2 separate regions of the Mus musculus genome follow, and region 2 is linked to region 1. Evidence: chromatin contacts called from public HiChIP or PLAC-seq data. All regions are on one chromosome and are shown on one strand. Each heading gives the region's core, a stretch centred on a gene start, on an enhancer-like site or on the middle of the called end of the contact. The rest is flanking DNA. Distances are from core to core; before and after follow the strand shown.

The links. HiChIP or PLAC-seq counts read pairs in DNA pulled down with a chosen protein or histone mark.
Region 2: an H3K27ac HiChIP or PLAC-seq map of microglia shows a contact between it and region 1, with 6 times the contacts expected there. The contact joins two enhancer-like sites. A contact is called at or near these places in 5 of 115 datasets of contacts at active chromatin or transcription factors (the 230-238 cell line, astrocytes, bone marrow-derived macrophages and 2 more) and 1 of 9 other capture datasets (embryonic stem cells).

What each region holds. Positions count from the first base shown.
Region 1 is chr13:37,409,604-37,413,652 of GRCm38.p6, forward strand. The region is part of intron 3 of Ly86 (lymphocyte antigen 86); the gene reads left to right. Among named protein-coding and RNA genes, the nearest start is that of Gm4035, 23 kb to the right of the region's middle. Within about 2 kb of position 1,533, at least 3 of the 459 cell types and tissues checked have an H3K27ac peak or open chromatin away from gene starts, as enhancers often do. A contact at or near this core is called in microglia, where this site is marked.
Region 2 is chr13:37,861,392-37,865,386 of GRCm38.p6, forward strand. It overlaps a transcript of Rreb1 not described here. Among named protein-coding and RNA genes, the nearest start is that of Rreb1, 25 kb to the right of the region's middle. Within about 2 kb of position 2,255, at least 52 of the 459 cell types and tissues checked have an H3K27ac peak or open chromatin away from gene starts, as enhancers often do. A contact at or near this core is called in microglia, where this site is marked.

The DNA of each region.
Region 1 (4,049 bases), core at 283-2,782:
CTCCCTCCTAGCAAAGATGAGGCCCAAAACAGGACCTGTTCCAGAAGCTGTGTTGCTTCGGCCTGTCACAGAAGCTGTTAGCTTCTGTAGTCCACACTCTCACCTGCACAGACTAGTCTCAGAGGGATCCGGGAAACAAGATGTCTCCCCAAGGTGCTCCGGCAAAGCCCTCCTGGGAAGGGCAGACACCTCTCCTCTGGCAGGGAAGGTGCCCAGATGTCTGGAACCCAAAATTGGGTCTGTCTCAGAAGCTGTCCTCTAGGGACCTTGGGGGTGTCTGCCGACTCTGTGCCCAGGTGACCCAGTGCTGGCGCCGACCAGAAGGGACTTGTGACCCTGGTCAGGCCGGGTTTCCTGCTTTCCTAATGCTGTCTCAGGTCCCGCACGATTGGATTGAAACAGAAGTTGTGTTCCACTCACCAGTGGTCTTCAGATTGCGTGGAAAGTCCTCTAGGGAACTTTGGGGGTGTCCGCCAACTCTGCACCCAAGGTGACCCAGTGCTGGCACCGACCTGAAAGTATAACTGGAGAGTCAAAGCAGAGAGGAAGTACGACCAGGATGGGGTGAGATGCCTATCGAAGATTCAGACTTGGAGTCCACACAGCAACAACAGCTACACCCAAGACCGAAGCTGTTGCACATCCAGTTCCCCTTGAGGATGTCAGTGGTCAACCATAAAATAAATGTGCTGGTTTCAAGCCCTGAGAAAAAGTCTGAGTGAACACATAAATAAGGGCTGAGAGTTGTAGCTCAGCGATCAAGCACTTGCTTCACGTGGAAAAGCCCTCTGTTCAATCGCCAGCATAGCACATAAACATAATAGTCGTTTTAAATAAAGCCCTTCTTCTGCATAAACTAATAGGTTTGGCATCATAATTGTTAGCCTACACTAACAGTGTTAAAACACTATAACAATGCTTAAATATTAAGAAAGTGGAATTCTAATGAGGGCCTAGGAAGGCCTGAGGAAGGATACAAAGGCTGTCAATCAAGTTCACCACTCTGGGAGTGAAACTGTCCAGTGGCCATGCAGAACTGGGTCTACCTAAAAGGGGATCTAGAAATATAAAAGGACAGTGTGTGAGAGAAGGATGAAGCCAAGACAAAATTTCTGATCAAGGCTCCAAGTTTAATTATTCAGCAATATGTTTATATAGGGAAAGCCCACGGAAACAAAGCACCATTTGGTTCAGCTGGATTGTGTTGCAAAGCAAGCTCAATGGGCAGTCTACTCTTCAAAGCTCCTGTAGGAAATTACAAATGCAGCAGGTCTTAAAACCACTGTGGGTCTGTTTAGCCTACTCAAGGCTGGGGGAAGGGCACATGGGAGCACCACCATGCTAAGAGCACCGTCATTTCCAAGCACTTTCGCTTGCTCCAGCCTCTGCATTGGTTTCAGAGAACAAAGGGATGGAGCAATTGGCTAAGCTCAGTGGAATCTGCTGTAAACATGGCTCTCCTACCCACCAGCAGTACAGAATAATTAACTGAACCTAGCAAGGACTGGACCGGTGCAGCCAGAACTAAAGACCTTGAAATAGAGCGTTTCAGTGTACTGGTTTCTCACTGAGGTCATGAGAATCACCCAATAAGGGCTTACTCCCACCCATTCTGTCATTACTGAAGAGAACTACAGAAGCAGTCCAGGAACAGATGAGCAGGGATACTATGAGCAGAGAGGCTGGGATCAGTGTGGGCCCTGGAGACCAGGGGTGGTCAAAGGAGGGAACAGAGCACAGACCTTCACCCCAAGGTCAAAGGAGGGAACAGAGCACAAACCTTCACCCCAAGCCCATGTCGTCCAGATCCTATGGGGCCTTTGTGTTCCTACCATAAAAGTCAGTTTCTGGAGTAGGAGTGGAGCTTCGTGGTCCAGCACTTGCATAGTAAACATGATGTCAATCCCTCACCCAACAAAAAGGCAATCAACTTAAGTTCAGTTGAACTAAAGTCAGTTTACTCTCTTTAATAAAGAGAGGGGGAAAGGCCAATTTTTAGAAGTTTTTCAATGAGGGAAAGGAAGAAATAGGTGAGAGTATCCTGGGAATCTTTTTATAGTATAGAGGGTGAGAATGTTAATTAAAGGAATCTCAGAAACGAAGAGGGCCTGAGAAGGGAAGGGAAGAGAGTTTAATTTTAGGTGTTGTTTTGTCGAGCTAACAACAAAAAGTCACTTCCCCAAGTTACTCGCAGCTATTTTCAGGAGCTTCGTGGACCCCAAAAAAGCTCTAGTCGAAAGCGTGAAGCATAGAAAAACCAATTTAATGAAAAGCTCTCCCAAAGAAGGACCTGTTAGGAGTGAAGAAGAGCACAAACTGGCAAAGCCCTGGGGCGTTAAGTGAGCATCAGAGAAGAACAGGCACCATCCAAACAGTGTTCTTCGAACAGCTAGATCCATCCATGTTTGAAACTGAAAATGTGAAAAAGAAAAACAGATGCTGCTGCACAAGACTTTCCAAAACTGGGTGTCATCGCAGCTGTCAGAATCCAGCAAGTGAGCCTCCTGTGAGCTGGCTAACAATCAACTAGTGACAACTGCCATTATCCCTCCGGAGGACCACACTGCTGGATGAGGCTACAGCCAAGGTCTCTAGTCCTCCTTGAGCCCTGCTGGAAGATTTCTATTTCTATTTTGTGAGTCTAGAATCTGAGTGCCAAGATTGCCCACTGTCACTTTGCTAGTGACAAAGAGATCTGGGCCTGACACCCATCTACCTCTGCATCTTAGTGTTGGGGATTGGTTCCAATGTTTTGAATTCATCCAGCCCCCAAAATCAGGAATTTGTATGTCCAAACACTGAAGGTTCTTGTCCCCAATTGGTTTTTGATCAGTCAATAAAGAGCCAACAGCCAATGGCTGGCCAGGCAGACTGAAGCAGGACCTTTAGATTTGCACAGGCTAGGGACTGGGAAAAGGGAAGAGAGAGGATCGCCATGACTTGGGAGAGAAGGATGGAATGTAAGAGCTGCAGAAGAGAAAGTCAACCAGCCATGTAAGAATTTGGGAAAGTGACCACTGGCCACTTCCCAGATTGGGCCTGGGTTAGCAAGGGAAGCTTTAGAAGTCTCAGGAGCATTGGAGGAGAGCATTTGCTAGCAGGGGAAGGTTTAAGAGTTCCCAACCTTTGAGGTAGTCACAGTATATCAAAAAATTAACTGGTGTGTGTGTGTGTGTGTGTGTGTGTGTGTGTGTGTGTGTGTGTGTGTGTGTGTGAGTGAGTGTGTGTGTGTGTGTCCCCTTCATTTTGAGTATACAAAGAGCTCCTGGATGGGTGTGTGCATGCAACCTGCCAGGAGTCAAACTGGTGTAGCAAGTACCAATACATCTTGGCTCAAGCCATTTGCCCTGGGCCACAAAAGAGCAATAAAATGGATATACAGTATGCATACCCACAGGAACCAAGCACACAGAGAAAACAACATAAAGAGGATAGTTTGGAGGTGGAAGGGGATCATCAAGAGGGCAGCAGAGAAGGGAGGGAGCTAGTGGGTAAATATAAGCAAAGTACCATATGTATGTTGTAGGCATGAATCGGAATGCAGAGGCACCTGCTGATATTTCTAAGTCCAGGGACACTAGATAGTTTTAGCAATGGAAGTAGCTTATCAACAAGAAAGGCAGGGCAGGAAGAAAAGAACGGCTCGGTGGTTAAGAGCATTTCCATCAGAGGAACAGACTTTGGATCCCACACCAAGTAGCTTACAAATGCCTATAGCTTGAGTCCCAAAGATCTAATACCTTTTTCTAGCACCAGTAGTCACCCTGGAAAAGCCACCCAAATGCATACACACACACACACACACTCACATATACATGCATATACAGACAAACACATACATTTTGTCTTAATATGAGAAAGAAGGGAGAGTCAGAGTCAGAGATAGAAACAGAGGGAAACATACTCCTTGAACTGACCCCCAGGCCACTAGATTCTGACTTTTCAGTTGTTCACATAGCATCTACCTTTCGTGGCTTTTGGAAGTATGTTCTCACACATGCTGTCTCTCACATGTATCCCTGGTAAGGAATGGTCTCAAGTCTTTCAAC
Region 2 (3,995 bases), core at 1,005-3,504, 450 kb after region 1:
GCCTCTGCCCAAAGGCATGAAACACCACATCCCTAGCTATGTAGTTAAATCTTAAGTAAATTCTCTCCCTCTGTCTGTCTGTCTGCCTGTCTGCCTGTGTGTTTGGAGATAGTCTTGCTCTGTAGCCCAGGCTGGCCTCCTTCAGGCTCCTTTGTTCTGGGATGTTTATCTGTCTTTCAGAGAAGTTATGGAGACCCTGCATTATGTTTGTGTTTTTGTTAAAAATTGGCGTATTGAAACACGTACAGGAAGAAGGTACAGTCTGGTGTGGGATCTTTCTCCCTTCACTGTTCTTCTGTGAAGATGTCTCCTGAGTGGTAGGGAGGGGGAGGGAGGGGAAAGCAAGTTCATGTTTAAAGGTCCTGGGCAGCAGCTTTCTCAGCCCTGTCCTCAACTTTATGCTTGGTTTTGATATGTGCCTTTAAAATGCATAAAGTTGCATATGGCTCGCCTTCTACCACAGTTTGTGTGTGTTTAATTATGTGTGCCATTTGAAAAGGCAGCTAAAGCACCAGCAGGAATTATCAGCAGGTAGAAACTGCCTTTCCTATGTCAGAGCAGCCAGTGTGGCTTAGTTGATGCTTCTGTTGCTCTAAGCAGGTAGGTTTCTGGTCTGGAGGCTACCCATTAACCCTATAAGTGCCTAACTGCAGACTGGAAAGATAAAGAAAAACAACCCAGTGTTTTGTCCGACTGCAAGACAAGTGAAACAGGGCAGTTTAAGCTTGATATGCTCATGTAGAGGCCAAGGAGGAGACCTGGGAGGTGATGGGATGAAGGCTCCCATAGCTGATAGTGAAGGTCTCAGCAATATGATCAGAATTCCCGTGAGGAATGGGGTTAGCTCTTCTCTGTGGTATTTTCTCTGTAAGCCTGCCTTTAACTGCCCACATAGCTGTGAGGAGAGGAAGAAGGAAGAAAGGGGTTGCTGTTTGCATCCATTTGCCAGAAAGGAGTTAACAGAACATACCACAAAACAGGTTGGGCAAGACTGTTAAAGTCAGTGATGAAGCCTGCCTCCTCCCCTTCTCTTCTTCTTCCTCCCTCCTCCTCCTCCTCCTCTTCCCTCTCCTTCCCTTAACCATTTTCAGGACTTGAAAACGTCTTTGGACTATCGCCTACATCCCCCTCTCTCCCCCTGCACCCCCAACTCACTGCCTGGCTTCCCCTCTCCTAGTCAGAACACTTGATGTGAATAAAATACTTTGTGCGGATGAGGAGCTTGTCTGCGACAGGCAGGCAGCCTGGCCAGCTGTTTCTCAAGCAGTCGATGGTGCCCTCTGTCATGTAACATAGGCCCTATTCAGCAGCAGCATTCTTGAGTATGCATTTATGCCTCTGTGGGACTGTGGAGTGGACAGCTTGGGAGGGAGGGAGGGAGGGAGGGAGGGAGGGAGAATGTGGAGGCTGGAATGAAGAAGGAGTGTGTGCATTCACACAGACTCGGAGAGCAATGAGCTACCCAAATGCCACTAAGTCAGAAGACATTGTTTGAAGCATCTTTAGTGAGCTCTGACTTCTGGGGTGTCCTGGGGCCTAGGATGCAGGAGACCTGGTTTCATCGCAGGCCAGTTTGTGTTTGATATAAGTTGTCCATGGTGTTTGCATTCATTCATCCCATAAACATACCATATATAGTCACGCTTGAGCTCCCTATAACATCACAAGGGAAGCACTCCTAATGCACAGTTCCTTTCTTGCTCAGAGAAGCAGACTCACACGGGCTATTTCTGGTGTCTTGTGGCCTGCTGTCTTTGGGGAGGGGGAGAAAAAAAAAAGAGGCTCTTGCTTTTCATAGTTACACTGTTTGCAATGTTTCTGATTCTTGTTTGCCTGGCACTCTGAAAGTTAAAAGAATTTTACTGTCATGGGAGGAAAAACAGAATCCTCTGAGTGCATCTGTTTTAGAATAAAAGTCTGTTTTTGTTAGTGTCTTTAGTGTCACATACGTTTTGTTTTATGGGTCCTGATCTCCCACTGTTCAGAGAGCATCCTTTTATGTCGTTAGGGTGACATACCCTGGAACATGTAGCCGTTCTCGGTGGCTACAGAGAGGTTTTCCTTCTGTTTCCTCTCAGCCTTGCTGAGCTGTCCAGATTATTTACCACGTATCATATTAGATGGTCAAGGCAGGACATGTAGCTTCTGTGGGACTGATGGCAGCCTTCAGAACCTGACAGAGCAGGGTTGGCCGAGTCGAGGTGACAGTGAGAAACAAGTGCAGTCCCTTTGTCCCACACCTCGAATACTGTATATGAGCTTGGAGTGCCCATCAGAGCGTTTGTGGCTCAGATAAGAGATCCGTGCCCCCTGCCCCACCCCGCTTACACTCCTACTCCCCGGAGTGTTTTTTCCCTCAGGACTCATGTAAATAACTTGAGGGAAAAGATGGTTGCCAAGTTGGGACTTCTGTTTTGCTTTCTTTCATTGGCCTCATCAGAGCGGATCTGTATCTGACTGTGTGACAGTTAATTGTCCCATCCTCTCCTTTCCAAGGCTGATAAGACACTGCTTCTATCAAACCTCACTGAGGAGTTCTTAATGCAGTAGAACAAAGCTATCTTTTTCTTTCTTTCTTTCTTTCTTTCTTTCTTTCTTTCTTTCTTTCTTTCTTTCTTTCTTTCTTTTGTAATCTCATCCTTTTAACTTACATAATGGTGTTTCTCCAAGTAGTGCAAGCTAATAAGTTAAAAGTTTCTTCAAAAGCATCAGTAAGTTCATATTTAAAAAGTGGTTAACATTCTGGAGTCAGATGGGGCTCTGTGAGTTCAAAGCCAGACTGATGTACTTAGGGAGACCCTGTCTCAAAAATAAACAAAGTCCAAACAGATGTCTGAGGAGATGACTCAGCAGTCAAGAACACTGGCTACTCTGCCGAGGACTCAGATTCTGTTCCCAGCACCTACATGGCAGCTCAGAACTGGCTGCACCTCCAGCCCCAGGAGATCTGACGCCCTCTCCTGGCTTCCTTTTGCAAGCACGTGGTGCACTCTACATTTGTTTCTAGGTAATTGCTAATTATTAGTAGTAATTCATCAGTATTAGATGCTGCTTAGAAAATCCAGATGACCTGATGCCACTATGGAGACCACAGCAGCCTGGTTAACATGGGGTTGACTCACTTTTGGGGAGATAACTCACTTGGCACTCTCCAGTACAGACTGAGTGAGAGCTAGTGTGGTGAATAGTATATATGGTGGTGATTTATAGTTTTCAAAAGCCACGCAAGTGTTAAGAAATCCCGGCAGTAACTCCCTAACCTTGATTTGTGTAGTATGCTAGCAATATTTTTACTGTTTGTTTGTTGGAGACAGGGTTTCTCTGTGTAGCTCTCAAACAGGCCTTTAATCCCAGCACTCAGAATGCAGAGGCAGGTGGAGCTCTGAATTTGAGGCCAACTTGATCTACAAATCCAGACAGCCAGGGCCACCTCCACATACCCAAGTGACACAGTGCATGTGAGTCAGCTGACACTAACACCTGGCTTTGTTTATAGTCTTAATTATAGTTGTGTTTTTTTTTTTAAGGCTAAGAGGAGCTGATATCTCTCTCTCTCTCCCCCCCCTCTCTCCCTCCCTCTCTCCTTCCCTCCCTTCCTCCCTCCCTCTCCTTCCTTTCCTTCTTTATTTATTCTATGTATATGAGTACACTGTCACAGATGCACTTGAAGAGGGCATCGGATCCCATTACAGACAGTTGTGAGCCACCATGTAGTTGCTGGGAATTGAACTCAGGACCTCTGGAAGAGCAGTCAGTGCTCTTAACCACTGAGCCATCTCTCCATCCCAGTCTTAATTATGGTCTTAATGTGAATTGTCTTTTGTGTTCATAGCTAGAATGGTATGTTAGAAAAGATTTATTTTATGTGTATGAGTGTGTTGCTTGAAAGTTCGTCTATGCATCACATGTGGATGTCAGAAGAGGGCATCAGACCTTGTGAGCTGTTATATATGTGACCGCACATATATGAGAACCTGGGTCCTCTGTAAGAACAC